4 separate regions of the Mus musculus genome follow, and regions 1, 3 and 4 are each linked to region 2. Evidence: chromatin contacts called from public Hi-C, HiChIP or PLAC-seq and promoter capture Hi-C data. All regions are on one chromosome and are shown on one strand. The core of a region is the stretch at or near the end of the contact, and the rest is flanking DNA. Distances in the headings are between cores, read along the strand shown. Region 1 overlaps Ubap2 (ubiquitin-associated protein 2). Region 2 holds the start of Nfx1 (nuclear transcription factor, X-box binding 1). Region 3 holds the start of Nudt2 (nudix (nucleoside diphosphate linked moiety X)-type motif 2). Region 4 holds the start of Aptx (aprataxin).

Region 1 (4,585 bases), core at 1,921-4,420, 270 kb after region 2:
GCCTGGAACTCACCATGCAGACTCTGCTGGCCTCGGAGCTCACACAGATCCACAGGCCTCTATTTCCTCAGCAGTGGGATTAAAGGTGTGCACCACCATGCTTGACTAAATTAGGATGCTGAACTCAAGTCTGCAAAACTCTAAATAACTGATCGAGTATGGCATGTACCTGAAGCAAGATGATCAGAACTCAGGAGCCGGTCTCAATCAACACAGCAAAGCTTTTCTTCAAAGCTTTTCTCACTTTTGTTTTGGTAAGAAAGAATGTATAGGTTAAGCTAGGCTGTAGCTCACTACATACAGAAGATGATCTTAAACTTCTGCCTTCCACGTGCTTAGACTACAGGTTTGTGCCATCACTCCCAGTTTATGTGAAACTAGGAATTGAACCAGGGTCTTGTGCACGCTGCCCAAACACTATACCAACTGAACCACAGCCTAGCTCCATTCAACTTTTATTATAAATTTTACTCATTTCAAGGAACTTGAAGATACAAGGGGGTACTGGCAGTTTCTGAATCATAAAACACCTTTTACAAGGCCTTTCTATTTCATGTAGGTGGGTGATTGTATTATACAAATTCCAGCAGCTGTGGCCTATTTTGCCCAATCTAAATGCCGAGCCTGTCATCCCAATCTTTTCATGCTATTACCTCAGCTTAACTGCCAAACACTACTTACTGCATTAAACCCAGAAAGATGTCTGTATAGAAATTCAGCACCCACACTTCTTGACAGTGTCAATGCAATCTTTCCCAGTATACTCAAAAACCATAAATATACTTTCATTATTCCTACTGCACACCAGATAACCATTCCCTGGACCCACCATCACCTGAGAAGTACCATTATTATAGACAAAAGCCCAACAGCATGATCAATGAACAAGGAGATAGGAACAACCAAAGAAAACAATAACCTGACGGAATGATCACATTATATTTGGAGTCTGGATGAGAGCCATTTCTGAATGATAGCAAACCATGGATGCTCCTGGAGCTAGAAGCACACCAGGATAGTTTGTCCTATATTAATACAGTGCCTCCTACTGTCTTTCATAGCATCTAAACATTGCCTATTACTTTTGATTGAACATGTCTGGAGGAAGGGTAGAAGATAGGAGCTCTCTATTCCTACGCACTGCTGTGATGGCTCATTGTCAATATGTATTTTCATTTTACCTTTACATGTTATTTTTAAAAGTACAGTGTCTGTCTGTCTGTCTGTCTGTCTGTCTGTGTGTGTGTCTATCAGTGCATGATAGTGGCAGGGATTAATAATGGCAGATCTTGCAGAAAACCCGGGATCGGTTCCCGACACCCACATAACAACTAACAACCACCTATAAATAACTCCAGTTTCAAAAGACCCAAAACCCTTTTCTGGTCTCTGCAGGTAATAGGCACACATGGTGCACACACATTAATGCAGGCAAAACATCTATACATATAAAATAGAGATACATTTTAGAACCAACATAAAAAGATGAGCATAACAAAAGTTTATAATCCTACCACTGACTTAGAAGGCAGAGGTAGGCAGATCTTTATAAGAACAGCTTGATCTACAAAGTGAGTTCCACACTAGTCAGGGCTACACAGTGAGACCCTGTCTCTACCAAGGCGTATGGGCTGGCATAATATGGCTCAGCAGGTTAAATGAGCCTGGTGATGTAGTTCAATCCTCAGAACACATATAAAGGTGAAAAGAGGGGACAACTCTACAAAATTGCCCTCCAAGCAGCATATGCAACCATGACATGCTTGTCTTCATGTGTGTGTGTGTGTGTGTGTGTGTGTGTGTGTGTGTGTGTGTGTGTGCCTGAGCTTACATTTTGTGCCTTCATGCACTGATAGACACAGACACACACACACAGACACACACACACACTTTACTTTTAAAAATAACATGTATCTGCCATCACAGCAGTGCTCATCACTCAAGAGTCAGGGAGGGAGGATCATGAGGCAGAAGCCAATCAAGCTACAAAGGCCCTGTCTCAAACTAAACAAAACCAGAAAGAAGAAAAAAATATTTATGTTTATACCTTAAGAAATTAAAGAGAGAACAGCAAACTAATACATCTAAGCAAATAGAAAAGAAGGAACAGAAGACAGAGGAACTAAAATAAATGAAGATTAGAAAGAGGGATGTCAACAAATTAGAACATAACTCCCAGCTGGGTGTGGTCACTTACACTCAATCCCAGCACTGCTGAGACAGAGAAGATGGATCTGATCAAATTCAAATCCATCCCAGGTTATGTACTGAGTTCCAAATCACCTGTGTTAAAGATTAAAATGCTATATTAAAAGGGGGGGAAGGGGGTGAAGGGAGCCTGGTCGACTGAGAGACTTCCAGGACAGCCATAGCTATACAGAGAAACCCCCATCTCAAAAAGAGGAGGAGGAAAAAGAAAAGAAAACGGGGAAAACGTGAGTCTTTAAGTTTCGGGGGGGGGGGGTCACTTTGCTTTGGTTTTTGGTGGTCCTCGAGACAGAACCCAGGGCTTTAGCAAGGTAGGTGGTCACTCTTCTTTTGAGCTAGCTTCTTTGCTACCTGTTCAAGAGTTGACTCATAGTTGAGGAGATGTCAATAAATACCCAGCTACAAAGACACAAGATTCAAGAGTAGTAATATTAGGAGTAAGAGAGAAGGGGCACAGTTACTGGAGAGACTGCAAAGCTTAATACATCCCTAACATCCCGTTACTGAAGGGGAGGGAGGGAGAAAGTGAGTTCAGAGACATCCTAGCACAAAGTAAGACCTTGCCTCAAACAAACGACAAAAATGAAAATTCGGGGTTTATGAAAGGAAACCTAGAACAAGTAAGTATGTGTCACCAAATTAGCCTAGATAAAATACAATACTGAAAAAGACACAAACTAGGGCCAAGGAGGGGGCTCGGCTAGTAAAAGCTCTAACCATACAACCGTGACACCTGACACCTTAGAGATATATGTAAGTTGTCAGGATGCAGGAGCATGTATCTATAACCTCAGCATGTCTACCAAAAGATGTGACTAGAGAATTGTTCCAGAAGATCAAAGACCAGCCAGCCTGCAATATGCTGACAGCAGGAACAAAAGAAACCCTACCTCAGCAAGGGAATAGACACCCAAACGTTGTCCTTTGACCTACAAACCACACTGTAGCTTGTAACTGTTCACACTTTAATCATAAAAAAAGCCACAAAGATGAATAGAAGAGGAATGGGGTCATCAACTACTATAAAGGGAGACTCGTAATAGATTAAGTAACTAAACTAGTCATCAAAACTTCCCAGAAAAGTGGAGCTTGGTGGTTTAGATCTGTAGCACTCATGAGGCTAAGGCAGGAGGATCTCATGTGTTTAAGGGCAACCTGGGCCACAGTGTGTCCCAGGCAAGCCTGATTTAACCCTAATTACACTTACAGCCTGATTTAAGACCCCATCTAGATAGATTTTTTTGGTTTTGGGGGTTTGTTTTTTCTTTTTTTTTTTTTTTTTTTTGGTTTTTCAAGACAGGGTTTCTCTGTGTAGCCCTGGCTGTCATGGAGCTCACTTTGTAGATCAGGCTGGCCTCAAACTCAGAAATCTGCCTGCCTCTGCCTCCCAAATGCTGGGATCAAAGGCATGCGCCACCACGCTGGGCCAGATAGATAGATAGATAGATAGATAGATAGATAGATAGATAGATAGATAGATAGATGGATGGATGGATGGATGGATGGATGGATGGATGGATGGACAGACGAACGGACGGATGGACAGACGGACTTACGGACGGACTTACGGACGGACAGAGGGAGGGAGGGAGGGAGGGAGGGAGGGAGAAGTTATTTCAACAACAAATTCTTCACAAACTCTCAAAACCAACATGGGACACTTTTCAACTCTATGCAAACCAGATTGTAGTAATACAAAAAAAACACATAAAAAAAGGATACTTTATCAATAAAAACAGCAACAAAACCCTATAAGCATCCTCATAGTCACAGAATGTACTTGACAAATTCAACTTTTTTTTTAAAGAAAGAAAAGGTCTCTCTAGATAGTCGTGGCTGCCCTGGAACACACTCTGTAGACCAGTCTGTCCTTGAACTCAGAGATCTGCCTGCCTCTGCCTCCTAAGTGCTGGGATATACCACCACAGCCTGGTCTATAAAATCCAACCTTTTTTTATTATAAAGACTATTCAACAATTTCAGCATGGAGGAGAAAACCCTTATCCTGATAAAAGGAACTACAGAAATTGACAATTGTAATACATAATGATGAAAGACACTAAAACATTTTCCCTAAGATCAAAATAAGCTGATGATACAAGCCTTTAACTCCACAGGTGCAGGTGGATCTGAGTTTGAGCCTAGTCTTATCTAAGGCGTGAGTTCCTGGACAGGCAGAGCTAGAGAGATCCTGTCAAAAGAGAAGAGGGTGGGGCAGTGGTGGCTCACGCCTTTAATCCCAGCACTCGGGAGGCAGAGGCAGGCAGATTTCTGAGTTCAAGGCCAGCCTGGTCTACAAAGTGAGTCCCAGGACAGCCAGGGCTACACAGAGAAACCCTGTCTCGAAAAACAAACAAACAAACAAACAAAAAATTAC
Region 2 (5,048 bases), core at 777-3,276:
TCTTTTGGCCTCCAAGAACCCCTGGACACACATGTACATACATACACTCAGACAATCATGTTCAACATACACACACACAGAGAAATATTTTTTTTAAAAGTCCATAGCAAGAAAAACACAGCAACTCAACAGAAAAGAATAGACAACAGATATAAAATGAGAAGTCTAAAAGAAGAAATCCATAAGGCTATTAAGTAATGTTCAACCAGAAGGCTGACAAGGAGTCAGCAGGTAATAGCCCTTCCTGCTAGGCTGTTGACCTGAGTCAGATCCCTCAGACCCATAGGTAAAAGGAGAGAACCAACTTTCCCAAGTTGTGTGATGACCATGGAGGTGTCTGCTGCTGAGAACTAAGCCAGGGCTCTGTTCCATCAGGAACTTCTGGTCAGAGATAATGATCATTTGGGTTTTTAGGCTGGTTAACTTTGGCGTTAATGATAAATTGCTATCTTCATTTGACTTTGTTAAACATTATACATTGGCCTTTGCTGTGCTCCGAGGTTCTGGAGTACGATGTCATTTGAAAATAAGTAGTGTGTAGCCTACTAAATTCCAAAGATGCCAATTGACTCTGCAACTTGCCCACAAACGTCTGTTCTCTCCCCTCCACTCCCTCCTCTTGTCTCTCTCATCATCATCATCTCACTACTGCAGGTAGTACAAATACAACGGTTTCGTGTCTCACCTTTCTGAGGCCGATTTTCAAATATAATTCCTGAAGGATTCCTAAATGTGCTCGGTTAGGGGCAGGCTAAGCCACCCAGTCGAAGGCTTCTTAGTCTGTAGATATTAGAAAGAAGTGCAGAAGCCCTGTAACCAAAATGGTCACATCGTGGAGAATGTTTGAGACAGTGTTGTACTGTTGCTCTGGCTAGCCTGGAACTCACTATGTAGATCAGACTAGCCTCAGACTCACAGAGAACTACTGTCTCTGCTGCCAGAGTGCTGGAATTAAAGTCTAAGTCACCACACCTCACCTTGGAAGATTATATTTTACTATAAAAGAGGCTGAGACAGAGAAGATCCTACTGCAAGGCCCGTGCCAAGGTACAACCTTGAGAAATTACGTCATGCAAACAAGACCTGAAGTAAAAGTGGTTTATTGGGAGAAGAGGAGTGAGGGCCTAGGAAAGGAATAGAGGCAGACAAGTAGGCATGGAGCCAGTCAGACAGACAGGAGCAAAGCCATGGGGCAGAGAGAAGGGGACCGGACGCTGACAATAGACAGCTGCTGGGTGGCGGGGGGGGGGAGGGGGGGGACGCTTGGGGGCGTCTCTTTAGACGCAGCACACACCTATCACACACGGTGGAGGCAGGTCTAAGTGGTTGCTAGGGTCCTGGGGGCAGGCCAGCAGAATGCCTGAATACCAACAGGGGCTACATCAGGACACCCTTTCCCCACTCTCCCCCCCCCTCCAAAAAAAAAAAAAACACAGTAACTTCAAACTGTCTACCTCAGTTGGTGTTCATTTGTATTTGTTACTTGCCTACCGGTTTGTGGCTCATTTGCTATTAGTCCTTTAGATACTGTGTTTCGTTTTACACAGACAGGGATAGGTAGCCCAGGACCTGGAACTCACTACATCCCACTCCCATCCCACCCCCGATCCAGCCTCCCAGGTCCTGAAGTCGTGGGCTACCTAACCCTTGGCAGGTAACCTTTTATTGTTTTGCAGTCTTTTCCTCCACAATGCCCTTTGATTACTACAGCGCCCCCCCCCCCCTCGTCGCCTGCGTGAGCCGCTCCAGGCCGCCTCTTAGCTGAAGGTCATTTGAAGCCGGGCGGATGGCAGGACTTGACAAAAAGGCGTAGCAGCTGGAGAACCCAGCAGCTCTCGAAAAGCAATTACGCAAGTTGGGGGCAGTAGATCCTGCGGTCCGGGTGGGTCTCCTCCAGCCACTCGTGTCCCCCCCGCAAACCCCGCTTGCACCCGGGCCGGCGCATTTGTCTGACGTCCCAAATGCGCCATTTCACTGTGTGCTCAGGTAGCACCACCCCCTTGGCTGTCCCCGGGCGCGTAGGAGCGACTAGTCTCTCGGCGCCGGAAATCCGGGACACGTGACCAGGTGACAGCCTTCGCTCGGTGGCGGGGCTCGCTTGAGGTGCTGCGGCACGGGATGGCGGAGGCGCCTCCGGTCTCAGGTACTGTCCCGTTTCCCGCGCGGGACCCCTAGGGTCTAGCAGTCTAGTCCGAAGGGTGCGGGCCATTGCGGTGGCAAGTGGGGTGCGTGCTGCGCGGGGACAGTGGCTCGCGAGGGCCAAGCCACGCGCGCTGCACGTACGGAACCCTCCTCCATCTTCCACGGGATGGGGAGGCTCGGCCCCTGGGTTTCCGAGGAGAGCGGGCGGGTCCCGGCGCCAAGGGAGCGGACGTGGGCCTCTGGCGCCCCCCGCGGGGCTCCTTCCGGCCTTCCCGAGGCCGCGCGGAGCAGAGTCCGGCGGGCGGGCGGGCGGGCGGACGGCCGGCCGGCCGGGCGTAGGCGACTCTCCGTAGCGGGCCCTGGAGGCCAGCGAGTTTGCGCGCTGTGCTAGGGGTGTGTTCTTTACCTCTCGGAGTGGCGGGTTCCGCGCGCGCGGGCCAGCCAGCCAGCGGGCCCAGTCCTGAGGGGGTGTGAAATCCCATATTGAGGTGCGTGACGTGATCCAGTCTCAGTTACCTCATCTGTCAGCCTGGAGTAGTAAGCTAATTCCCAGACCCTCCCTGTTCTCTCCCTGATTGTTGGCTCACTCTCCCTCCTGGAGCTACCCCTGTGGTAGAGACAGCCTCATTTGACTGTTCGTATAAGCTATTTCCATTTTCTTCAAGGTGTATTGGTCAATCCGGGCTTTCAAATTTTGTGGACAGCAAAAAAAAAAAAAAAAAAAAAAAAAAAAAAAAGGAACGTTTTGCATGGGGTATTAGTACACATTTACCTAAATGTAAATGTGAACCGAGAAGCTGGGGCGCTAGTTCAAGTGTTTAAGAACAGTAGCTCCTCAACAGAGCAGTCACGTTCGCTTGCACAACCACCTGGAAAGCTGTGCGATCTGACGCCCTCTTCTGGCCACGGAGGGCATCAGCAAACACGTGGCATATATCCCGTCCCTGTCCCCCCAAAGCACCCTTGCTAAAACAGGAACACAAGATTAAAAGAAAAGTTTTTTTGTTTTTAAAGTAAACCAAATGTTTCAGTGCTATCAGACATGGTAGCGCACATCTTTAATCCCAGCCCTCGGGAGGGCGAAACAGGAGGATCTTTCGAGTTGGAGTCCAGCCTGGTTTACATAGTTGCAGACCATCCAGGGTTACATAGTGAGATCCTGTCTGGGAAGATGGGGTTGGAGGCCGAGAAGCAGAGGTTTCTTTTACTCTCAACAACATACTCTTAACATTACTATTAAGAAGAAGACCACGATGACGACTTGTCACAACCCACTGTGTAGATTTGACATAATGGCCTGCTCTTCCTGAAAATCACAGCAATGTCCAACATTGGCTTGAATTACAATTGCACTTCTGACAGATTGATGGGCCACTATTAGGATGTGCCTGTACAGGTCATGTTCTTTTCCCTGTCTCAGTTTAAAGAGTGCAAGAACACATTGCATTGGTGTGCCCCAGTCTTGACTTGAATGTAAAAATCTTCTTGGAGAGTGGAGAACTTAGGCAGATACGTTGTCACTCCCCTCCAGGCCTTCACTGGCCCTCTAAACCGAATCTGTTCGTTTTCTCCTCCTCGCCCTGACTTATTTCCACACCCTTGGACATTTGAAGCAGAGCTGAGTGAGGGCTAGCTGTGACTCGGAGTTTTAGCCTCTGGGACTGCGCTCTAGGTTACCACCGACACGCCCCAAAGCATGTGCTGAGTCCCTGTGTTCAAGAAATCCCTGCCTCCTTGGTCTATAGTCTTTGTTCTTACTTTAACATCATTTCTAGCTCATCCACTTCCAAAAGTGGTTCTCAACCTTCCTAATGCTGCAGCCCTTTAATACAGTTCCTCAGGTTGTGGTGACCCCAACCATAAAATTGTTTTGTTGTTGCCTCATAACTAGTTTTGCTGCTGTTATGAATCATAATGTAAATATCTGTATTTTCCAGTGGTCTTATGTGACCCCTGTGAAAGGGTTGTTCTATGCTCCCAAAGACCTCACAACCCACAGGCTGTGATCCATTGCCCTAAGTAAGGTCTTTAAACTGATCCAGGATGAAAATTTCCCCCTTATTTTCAGGCTTTCTAGCGCCAACTGGTTGGATTACTCTCTCATTGCTGTGTTTTGTTGGGTATCTGGTACCCCTTACTTGTATTATAATGATACCTTGGCTAGAGGACATCTCACTAATGGAGGAACTACTACTTAAAATACTGAAATGTGTCTCACTTAGGCCATGGGACAGCTTCCTGATTTATGTGTCCCTTTCCTCAAATCTCTTTTAAAGATTTATTTATATTTAAGTACTTGTAGCTGTCTTCAGACACACCAGAAGAGGGCGTCAGATCTCATTATGGATGGTTTTGAGCCACCATGTGGTTGTGGGATTTGAACTCAGGACCTTCGGAAGAGCAGTCAGTGCTCTTAACCATTGAGCCATCTCTCTAGTCCCCTCCTCAAGTCTCTTTATAGATCTTTCTTTTTAAAAAAAAATTTTTTTTTTTTTACACTGTGCATTGTTATACCTGTGTGAGGGTATTGAATCCCATGGAACTGGAGTTAGAGCCATTTGTGAGCTGCCAAATGGGTGCTGGAAATTGACCGTGGCTTCCCTGGAAGGGCAGCCAGTGAGTTCAGCCATCTCTCCAGCCCTCTTGAAGGGTTTCCTGAGGGTTTTGGCTTAGGTCTAGTAAAAGCACAACTATGTATGGCTATTCAATATGAAACGCCCTTTATCAGGCTTTTGGGCAGCTTTACTGACCTTTATCTAGCCCCCTTCTCCATCCTTGCTTCAAGCAGGAGAGAACTGTACAGCACCTCTTGGCACCATTTTACCCATTCCCACTTGTAAGTTTATCTCATCTTCCCAGAATACCTCTGCCACTCTGAGTTTCTCTAATCCTCTTGCCATTTGTGA
Region 3 (4,927 bases), core at 823-3,322, 490 kb after region 2:
GAACTCAAGCAGGTCAGGAAGCAGGAGCTGATGCAGAGGCCATGGAGGGATGTTCTTTACTGGCTTGCTTCCCCTGGCTTGCTCAGCTTGCTCTCTTATAGAACCAAGACTGCCAGCCCAGAGATGGCACCACCCACAAGGGGCCCTCCCCCCTTGATAACCAATTCAGGAAATGCCGTACAGCTGGATCTCATGGAGGCATTTCCTCAACTGAAGCTCCTTTCTCAGTGATAACTCGCGCCTGTGTCAAGTTGACACACAAAACTAGCCAGTACACAAATAAAATTAAACAAACAAACCAACCAACCAACCAACCAACCACCTGAAATAAAGGTCAAGGAAATGGCTTGGTAGGTAAATGCACATAACCTATAATAAGCCTAATGGTTCAAATTCAATGCCTAGAACCCACATAAAAGGTCACATGTGGTACTGCACATGTGTAACCCTAGCACTCCTAGGGAGAAGTAAGTGTGTGTGTGTGTGTGTAAGATAGAAATATCCTGGAGTATGCACTGCAGCAGCAGAAACAAGCTGCTTAAAAAACATGGAAAATGAGAACCAGTTCCTCAAAGTTGTCCTCTGACCTTCACTTGAGTGCTCACACACACACATACATACACACACACACATATACATATACACACACACATACACACACACTGTTAAGTGAAAAAAACTCAAAGTCAAATAATTGATTTCAGTTTCCAAAGCACAGATAAAATGTTACGATAGTTGGTGGTCAGTAAACAACAAGAGGAAATCCTCGGGCATATAAGGACAGAATGGCCTGTTATAAGCAAATACATTTAGGGGTTTGAGAAGAGGTACTTGTAGGCCAGACTACAATGTGGAGAGAGCACGTCTCTCTGATTGAGAACTTTGTCTCAAAACCAACCAACAAACAAAAGCCACACAAACAAAAACTTAAAAAAAGAAAAGCAGTAAATAATGAAGTAATGTATGTATGCTAGCGGTCAGCTTGCTTTCTCCACTCTATTACTGCTCAGAATTCCCTGCCTTGGGAATGTTGCCACCCACACTGAGCAGGTCTTCCTGCCCCCAACGTGGGAACGCCAACGCTGAATTTTCTGTCTCTTGTATATGAGATTAGGGTGTCCTCTCTCTTCCACCTGCCCCCAAATCGACTTTGAATGGGACAAGGCAGAAAGATAACTGAATCTATTTGTAGTGAGTGAAAGCCAACTGAACAAATATTTCCTTAAAAAAACAAAACAAACAAACAAAAAACTAATATGCGTAAGACGCTGTGGAAAGGCTTGTCTTATCTCAGAGGTCAAAATTATATGAGAAAAAAGGAGAATGAGGTTTGCGGAAGTTCACAAAACAACCGAAAGTCCAATCGAAGCGCTCTGAAGAGCGTGTCTCAAAGGCAAGAGGCCTTTGGGGTACTCAGAAAAGCCTCAAAGCTGGTGGTGGTCGAGGTAATTGCTGAAGAGGCGGTAGACAGGGAGATGAAACGTGAGAGAGCGCGAGAACCCTCGAAGAACCCGAGAAGCCAAGTTCTAGTTACCCCGCAAATACCGGTCTCGGCTCGCGCCGCTCGCAGACAGGAGCACCCGCTCCCGCGCAGGCGCAGAGCCTGGGCTCAAGCTAAAGCCACCGTTTCTCACCTCAGGGCAATCCCGGCTCCTCCTCAGTCAGTTTTCAGGGAGGACCGAAGAAATAGTGCGGTGAGGAGAAAGCCCTAAGGCCGGGCTAGCAGAGCGTCCGGTCAACCCGCCTTAGGTGTCCGCCAGGCCACATCCCCATGGCAACGCCACAAGCGCCAGTTCGAACGCGCGCGCCGACGCCCGCCCGCCCGCGGTCCCGCAGCACCGACCAATGGTCATTCACAGAGCCTGTCACCTCTCCTCTAAAAGGCCAATCAGAAATCAGAAGGGGAAGGGGGCGGTTCATTCTCCACCAATGGTTCAGCTTGAGGCAGATCTCGCGACGGTCCCAGCCAAAAAACCACGCCTCAGGGGCGGGTGGAAGCGCCTGATGCCCAATTCTGTGGCTCGTCTGAAGTGCAGCCGGGCTCTTCTGATTGGCTGGCGCGCTACGTCTCCGTTCGAGGACCGCCTCCTGCCTCTGGGCTACGGGTGAGTGCTGTGGGGCTGGGGGGCGTGGGGAGTGTCGCGGGCTCCTGACCTGTTGCTGCGGGGACGGAGCTGGCAGTGAGGCGCGTGTAGGCCAGGCCCCATCCACTCGCGGGACCTCGGTTTATCTCTGTGCACCAGAGAGGACTAGGTTCAGTGGTGAGGGCGTGGGTCGGAAGAATCCCAGAGGCAGAGAGATTCACCTTTGGGACTTAGCGGGCCAATCATATCTTCTCCCTAGGCTTGCTTTGTAGTTATCGATTAAACCCTGCCTGCATTCCAAAAGATCTTACGTTTGGTAAAAATTATTACTTGTGTGTGTGTGTGTGTGTGTCTGTGTCTGTCTATGCGCGCCACGTGCGTGCAGATGCTCTCAGAATCCAGAAGGCGTCGGATCCCAGGAGCTGGAGTTAAACGTTGTGTGGGCCACCTGGTATAGGTTCCGGGGAACCGAACCCCAATCTTTTGGAAGAGTGACAGGTGCTCTTTAGCCCCCAGAGATAGAAAGTCACAAGATTCCCGTCTTAAGAAAAAAAGGCGAAACAGCTTAAATCGAGAAGAGTCAAGTTGCCAATGCAGAAATGTTCTAATGTCCAGTGGCAATTAAGCTTAATGATGTTAGAAATTGGACGTGTCTGCATTTGATTAACTACTCAAAAATATTTCTGAACCATAGTTTTATTTTTTTTTTCCTTTTGTGAAAAATAATAGTAATGCTTCAACGGGTTGCAAAGACTATTGGGAAAAAATGCTTGGCCAGGCCTAGCCTCTCAGGTCAAAAAGGAACCACCAGCATAGTAGGAACAAATCCAGTAGCCAGCATGTGTGCAGCTTCATATGTACTTTAATGGAGTGCTCGTTTTTAGCTCAAAAATGAGCGATTCGGGGGCCTGGAGAGATGGTTCAGTGGTTAAGAGCCCTTAACCTCTCTTCCAGAGAAATTTGAGTTCATTTCCCAGCATCCATGCCAAGTGGCTCACAGTAGCCTCCCAACTCCTGCTCCAGGGCATCCATGGCCCTCTTCTGGACTCTTCAGGCACCCACATACCACACACAACTGGCAGACACACAAGACATAAACAAAAGTAAATCACTAATCAGTTAAAGAATAAATGTAATTCTTACTAATAAGGAAATACAGTATTCAAAAGAGAAAATTGACAATATATTAAAGGGAATTAATCTTGTTGATCTTTAAAAATTACTAATACTTAGTGTGAACACTGTTTATCAGCTGTTTCCTGAAAAATATAAAAATGATAGTGCATGTCTTTATTCCTAACAGAGGCTGGAGGATCTCTGAGTTCCAGGAGAGACAGGACTATGACACAGAGGTGGGGAAATTCTTGATTCAACTATTAGAAAGAGTTGACTGCCAGTATAATACAGAGAAGCATTCAGGTGGCCTATTATAATACAAGATAAGAGTGACTGGCATGTATTCATGTCTGTCTACACATACTTTAAACTCTCAACAATGAGAAATACACGTTAGAGTCACTTTACAAATGAGGACCTGTCTTTCAGGTAACAACCTGACCTGAGTGGCTAAGTTTCTTTCACAGCAGTGTCAGGTATACTTTTCTATCTTGTACTGTTTTGAACTGAAAGAGGGTGAAAATATTTGGAATACCAGATAGGAAAGGGGGTGATTAGACAGGTAAATGCACCCAAATTCAGGGAAAGTGGCTCGTCTTAGTCAGGGTTACAACATCTGTGAGGAAACTGACCCAGAGCAACTTGAGGAAGAAAGGGTTTGTTTGGCTTACTCATCCTTATCACTGTTCGTTGTCAGAAGGAATCTGGAGACAGGAGCTGATGCAGGGACTGTGAAGGCGTGCTGCTTACTGGCTTGCTCCTTGTGGCTGCTCTGCCTGCTTTCTTATAGAGCCCAGGACCCTGAGTGCAGGGATGGCCCCACCCACAGTGGGCCATCCACATCAATCACTAAGAAAATGCCCTATAGGTTTGCCTACAGCCCAGTCTCATAGAAGCATTTTCTAAACTTGAGGCCCCCTCTGTTGGAGACCATACCGTGAGAAAGTAAGCCTTTCGCAGTTTCCCACCCTAATAAGTCAAATGGCCTTGTGTTAGGAGCCGGTCACCTCCTCCTCCCTATCCCTTCCTGGCACCTAGACCCTAGAAATTTGAATTATAGTCTCCTCTTCCTTATCTCTTCCTGACTCCGAAGACTTCTAAGGACCTGAGTTATGTGCTGAGCCCAGCTTGACACCCCGGGCTGTTAAGGAGGATTCTACATTCCTGAGATAAGACTCAGGGTGCCTCTTGCCTACAGTCAGAATTCAGCCTTCATGTCCCCAGATGTCTTTGTTCTTTGTTAATTCCCCCTCGACCCCTCCCTATTTTCTCTCACTGTGTGCTTATAATCAGGCTCCTAGCCTTCATTAAACAGACCTTGACAGGAATCCTCCTTGGTCTCTCTCCTTTTTCCTGCCCATTTCTCTTGCAGGTTTGTGGTTCCCCTCGTACCCACGAATAACTAGGTCCTGTTGGTCAGGACACCCCTCCTCTCCAGGGAGCCTAGCTTGTGTCAAGTTGACATAAAACTCCTTAACACATGGGTTGTTGGAATATCTATGATCAAAGCAATTCTTTTTCTAATAGAAAATACTGGATTTAGGAAACGAAGAATGAGATATCACTAAACTCAAGACCCAGTTTTCATTTGCCTTGTAGGTAGTCTATAGCACTTCAAATTCAACTCAGTTCAAAAAGAAATAGGTAACTTCTTCCTTTTCTACCCAGTTACCCAAACCAGACCCCTCTTCCAGCAGCTCACAACTGTCTGTAACTCCAGTTCCAGG
Region 4 (4,792 bases), core at 874-3,373, 270 kb before region 2:
GTTGTGATGCTCCGATGCACTGCTTCCTGTGGAGCTGATGCAGTTACTGCACAATGCTTACACAAAACCTTAAACAGCAGGTTGGCCCATTTGGGCCTCCAGACCCAATCTGTAGGAATTAATGACTGCAGAATACAAGAACATAGCTGGGTTTGTTTAAAGTAGAATGCCCCAAAACAGAAGTTCATTCTACCATTCCCTCTCCCTTCTGCAATGGCCCATTTGCTGACTACACCACTGGTTACTATGCCCTGATTAATTCTGGTTGGTTGGTTTTCCTTTTTCCAGACAGAGTTTCTTTGTGTAGCCTTGGTTGTCCTGGAACTATAGACAAGGCTGTCCTCATACTCAAGAGGTTCACCTGCCTCTGCCTCCCGCTGGGATTAAAGTCATGTACCACCAACACCACCCAGCTCTTTTTTCCCCTTCCCTTTTCTCCCTCTTGCTCCAATCCCGCTTGCTCCAGGGCCCACTCTCTCCGGCCCATAGGTTCTTTATTTGTTTCTCATTACAGATGAGCCACCATGTGGTTGCTAGGATTTGAACTCATGACCTCCAAAAGGTGCTCTTAACTGCTGAGCCATCTCACCAGACCCCACCTAGCTATTTTTGAGTCCTAGGTGTCTTAGTTAGGGTTTCCATTGCTATGAAGAGACACCATGACCAAGGCAACTCATATAAGGACAACATTTAATTAGGGCTGGCTTACAGGTTCAGAGGTTCAGTCCACTATTATCAAGGTGGGAACATGGCAGTGTTCAGGCAGACATAGGGCTGGAGGAGCTGAGAGTTCCACCTCTTGTTCTGAAGGCAGCTAGGAGAAGACTGGCTTCCATGCAACTAGGACAAGGGTCTTAAAGTCCACACCCACAGTGACACACCTACTCCAACAAGGCCACAGTTCCTATTAGTGCCACGCCCTGGGCCTAGCATATACAAACAATGACGTTAGGAAACCCAAATGACAGGGCAAGTGACATGAGGCCAGAAATCTATCTTGAAGCGCTGTTAGCACAAGAATTTTCTTCAACAATGGAAATGTAGTAAACCTTCAAGCCACACTGATAACTGAGCTTTTGAAGGGCCATTAACACAAGTAAGGAACTGAATTTCCAATTAAACTTAAAGTTGCATAAGCACAAGTGAGTGTGGACTAATGTCCAACACAGACTTGAACTTAAGACTCTCAGCTTCTAATTTCTCAGAGGAATTAGGCTAAGTATTTCACAGACTGGCTCCACTGGCCAACATCCTCACTCTTCCCTCCCCAGACATACATGCAGGCACCTTTACCTGCACATACCATCTTTCAAGAATGCAGCATGGCTCCTGGCTAATACAGGATATCCAGAAGTTTGAGGTTAGACTACCCTACATACTGTTACCCATCTTGAAGAAGAAAAAAAATTGTCCAAGCCCAGTGGCAAACGCCTGTATCCCATCACTGGGAGGTAGGGACAAGAGGATCAGAAATTTGAGGAGGCCAGCTGGGCTACAGGAGACCTCTAAAATTAAGTGGGGAGGAAGGGCCTCTTACGAAATCCCCAATATATGTCGATTTCTCAAAAGTAATTACCCAGCAATTCCAAATTGGTGTCATTTCAAAAACCCCTGCTTTGTTGAATCTCTGCATTGTAAAGAGAAAGACCTTACACTGCTTCCGGCATTCTTAAGGCCCGCTGGGGACACTGCTAGTGCACCTCGAGTTACTCTTGGAAGGCGTTTCTGGCAGAAACACTTTCCTGTCAGGCTGAACAGCCCCGCTGCATGGACTTTGTCCACTCTTATCTCTAAATCTTTTCATGCTGATCTGGCAGCCAACTAGGTACAGGAGCCGGGTGGGGATGGGGGGCGGGGAGGGTGGGAGGCCGGAACAATGCGGCGGAAACAAAACTCTGAAACACGCCCACCTGAGCAAGACCAAGGGGTGGAGCCTAATCCGCCCAGAAGAAAGAAACCTCGAACTCCACCCTCAAGGTCACCGCTCCGAGTTAGCAGCCCGGGCCAAATGCCCCTGCCCGCTTCTAACCCAGCAAACTACGAAGGCAGGCGGACCATTAACTTACCTCGACTGTGGACACCCACAAACTTCACGCTGCTCTACTGCGCCTCGCCGCTTCCGGTGCTGAGAGATGACGTCACAAACGGCTGCCTAGCAACCGGTGATGATTCCAGTATCTTTTCGAGAATTGGCTGGAACGTTTTCTCGCCCGATACCCAGGTAGAACAGTGGCGCTAGCCGCTAGTTGTCCCCCGTGAGGATAGCTCCTTTGCTCGCAGCCTCCCGGTTGTCTGAATCCGGAGAGATTTCAGACAGCAGTCTTCTGTGGCTCATCTACGCAGCCATGTCGCCTTTTAGCACTTCCTCCTCAGGAAGCTTGCTATAAGTTAAAGCCATCTTTGAAAGGGAAAGAACGAGGTTGGAGGTAGTGAGAGAAATTCGTTCTGTAGCCCAAATTGGTCTTGAACTCGCGAGAATCTCCTTAGATTCCCCCAGTGCTGGGATTGCAGATGTGAGCTACCAAACACAGCTTTGAAGCCATCGTTTAAACTACAGGCTGGAGTGCCTTACCACCCACGTTAAAATTACACTTTTCTTTCTCTCTATAAGGAGAAAAAAGACTGAAGAGAGAGACAGAGGAACCCTGCTAAGATTTTTTTTTTATGATGTCTTCTCTAAATGAACTGAGGGCAATCAGCAGGAGGTTGGGATGACATATGTGTACTGATTTTTATAGCAATTCCAGGACGTTCCCTGAAAGTCTTGTATTGTAAATCACTAAAGACTTCTTGGCAGATGAAAGAATTCCTATCTCGTGAGTAAAATCAGAGTGTAGAATCTGAAACGCAGTCGAAACTGAACCTTACGGAGGCCCCCTTTTTTGGGGGTGGGGGGGTTGTTTAGACAAGGTTTCACTGTGCCCTAGACTAATCACAAACTCAAGATCCCCTGCGTCTACCTCTGAAATACTGGGATGACAGGTCTTCGTCCCCACTCTCAGCTAAGAGCTCTTTTGTTTCTTGATCAAATGGGTTACTATTGTTTTCTTGAAAAAGCAGGCTCCACTGTCTGATGGAGATGACAAGACAGGATGGGAGGATGTCCCTGAGAGCAAGGGAAAGCCGTGCTTTTGTTGACAAAGAAGATGCGGGTGTATGTTAGGATCAGAGCAGGAAGGGAGGAGGAATCTCAAGCTGTACAAACCTCAAGGCTGAGAACGTGGTCCATAACTGCCTAAGACATCAAGGCAGATCTGGTGACCCGACAGTTTGCGTTTTCCCTCAGGATTAGGCCTCTTAGCCAAGACTTCTACGCAGTCTCCATTGTGTCTCGTACAGCTAAAAATTAAACTGGGTCATTTGTGCAGAATTGAGCAGAGTTTTCCTAGCCACTGTATTAGGTCTATTCCATTGTCTGCAGTGCACTGACCAGAAAAGCAAGGTTGTTTGGAACAATGCACGGTCAAGGGCGTGGCAGGCACTTAAGACATTCACTGGGGTTCACATTGCTAGGGGACTACGCACCAAAATTTTTTCAGTTTCTCTATGAATCAAACAACTACTAATTTTTGTCACCCTAAAGCCCCACTATTCTGCTCTTAGCTTCCATGGGTTTAACCAATCTGGAAATACCATTTAAGTGAAATCATGTAGTGTTGGTTTTTGTAATCATTTTCTTTCACTTAGCTAGGTGTCAAGTTTCATCTACAATGTGGCACAAGTCAAAAGATCCTTTTTAAGGCTAATGTTTTTCTTTGGGTTTTTATTTTTTTAATACTTTTTAAGATTTATTTTATTTATATGAATACACTGTCACGGTCCTCAGATACACAAGAAGAGGGCATCAGATCCCATCTACAGATGGTTGTGAGCCACCATGTGGTTGCTGGAATTGAACTCAGGACCTCTGGAAGAGCAGCAGTCAGTGCTCTTAACCACTGAACCATCTCTCCAGCCCATATTCTTTTTTAATTTATTGATTTTTAATGTGTGTGAGTGTTTTTCGTGCATGTATGTCTGTACACCATGTGTGTACCTGGTGCCTGAGGAGGTCAGAAGAAAGCAGATCCCTGGGACTGAAGTTATAAGAGACTGTGAGGTGGGAGGAGTAGCCAGTGTTCCTACTGATCCATCTCTCCAACCCCCTATTATTCTTTCTTGTTTGTCTTCCCCCCCCCATTTCTTTTGTTTGTTTGTTTGCTTTGTTTTGTTTTGTTTTTCGAGACAGGGTTTCTCTGTATAGCCCTGGCTGTCCTGGAACTCACTTTGTAGATCAGGCTGGCCTCAAACTCAGAAATCCACCTGCCTCTGCCTCCTGAGTGCTGGAATTAAAGGCTTGCGCCACCACGCCCGGCTTTCTCCCAATTCTTAAAGACAGGGTCAAGGCTGACCTTAAAAGATCGCCTTAAATTCCTGATCCTCTTGCTTTGGGCTGTTATTGTTGTTGTTGTTGTTGTTGACAGGGCCTCACTATATAGCTCTGGCTGTCCAGAAACTTTTTAAGTAGACCAAACTGGCCTTGAACTCACAAAGTAAATTCTGCCTCTTGCGTACTGGGGTTAAAGGCAAGCACCACCATGCCCAATTTTCTTCAGTTTCCCAAGTGCTGTGATGGACTTTTGGGTTGTTCCTGTCTTTTGACTATTGGGAATAATGCTATATTTATGAACATGGATGTTCAAAACATCAAGATCTGTCTTCAGATACTGTGGAAAGCAGAATTGTTGAGATAGATAGATAGATAGATAGATAGATAGTGTGTGTGTGTGTGTGTGTGCAAGTGCATGTGTAG

The links. HiChIP or PLAC-seq counts read pairs in DNA pulled down with a chosen protein or histone mark. Hi-C and Micro-C count contacts between places; a contact is called where the count stands out from the background. Capture Hi-C pulls out chosen DNA fragments and counts their contacts.
Region 1: a contact with region 2 is called in a CTCF HiChIP or PLAC-seq map of CD8 T cells, with 5 read pairs. The contact joins the enhancer-like site here to the promoter of Nfx1 in region 2. A contact is called at or near these places in 1 of 15 datasets of contacts at CTCF or cohesin (CD8 T cells), 2 of 115 datasets of contacts at active chromatin or transcription factors (both in embryonic stem cells) and 1 of 9 other capture datasets (adipose tissue).
Region 3: a contact with region 2 is called in a Hi-C map of CD8 T cells, with 4 times the contacts expected there. The contact joins the promoter of Nudt2 here to the promoter of Nfx1 in region 2. A contact is called at or near these places in 3 of 39 promoter capture datasets (cranial neural crest, liver and pre-B cells), 2 of 484 Hi-C or Micro-C datasets (CD8 T cells and pre-B cells) and 2 of 115 datasets of contacts at active chromatin or transcription factors (bone marrow-derived macrophages and double positive thymocytes).
Region 4: a contact with region 2 is called in a promoter capture Hi-C map of pancreatic islet. The contact joins the promoter of Aptx here to the promoter of Nfx1 in region 2. A contact is called at or near these places in 2 of 39 promoter capture datasets (the HPC-7 cell line and neural stem cells), 4 of 484 Hi-C or Micro-C datasets (CD4 T cells, embryonic stem cells, granulocyte-monocyte progenitors and 1 more), 14 of 115 datasets of contacts at active chromatin or transcription factors (the HPC-7 cell line, the SCID.adh cell line, bone marrow-derived macrophages and 9 more) and 3 of 9 other capture datasets (adipose tissue, liver and pancreatic islet).

Annotation. Positions count from the first base shown.
Region 1 is chr4:41,237,986-41,242,570 of GRCm38.p6, forward strand. The region is part of intron 2 of Ubap2 (ubiquitin-associated protein 2); the gene reads right to left. Among named protein-coding and RNA genes, the nearest start is that of Gm24837, 29 kb to the left of the region's middle. Within about 2 kb of position 3,171, at least 17 of the 459 cell types and tissues checked have an H3K27ac peak or open chromatin away from gene starts, as enhancers often do. A contact at or near this core is called in CD8 T cells, where this site is marked.
Region 2 is chr4:40,968,917-40,973,964 of GRCm38.p6, forward strand. It overlaps Nfx1 (nuclear transcription factor, X-box binding 1), which reads left to right and starts at 2,027. Exons shown (of 24, transcript NM_023739.3): 1 at 2,027-2,143. The coding sequence starts at 2,119. Gm52692 (a long non-coding RNA gene) reads right to left here and starts at 1,243. Exons shown (of 2, transcript XR_003955193.1): 1 at 686-1,243.
Region 3 is chr4:41,463,076-41,468,002 of GRCm38.p6, forward strand. It overlaps Nudt2 (nudix (nucleoside diphosphate linked moiety X)-type motif 2), which reads left to right and starts at 2,073. Exons shown (of 3, transcript NM_025539.2): 1 at 2,073-2,105. It overlaps Kif24 (kinesin family member 24), which reads right to left and starts at 1,773. Exons shown (of 13, transcript NM_024241.2): 1 at 1,635-1,773.
Region 4 is chr4:40,701,071-40,705,862 of GRCm38.p6, forward strand. Aptx (aprataxin) reads right to left here and starts at 2,124. Exons shown (of 8, transcript NM_001025444.3): 1 at 2,067-2,124.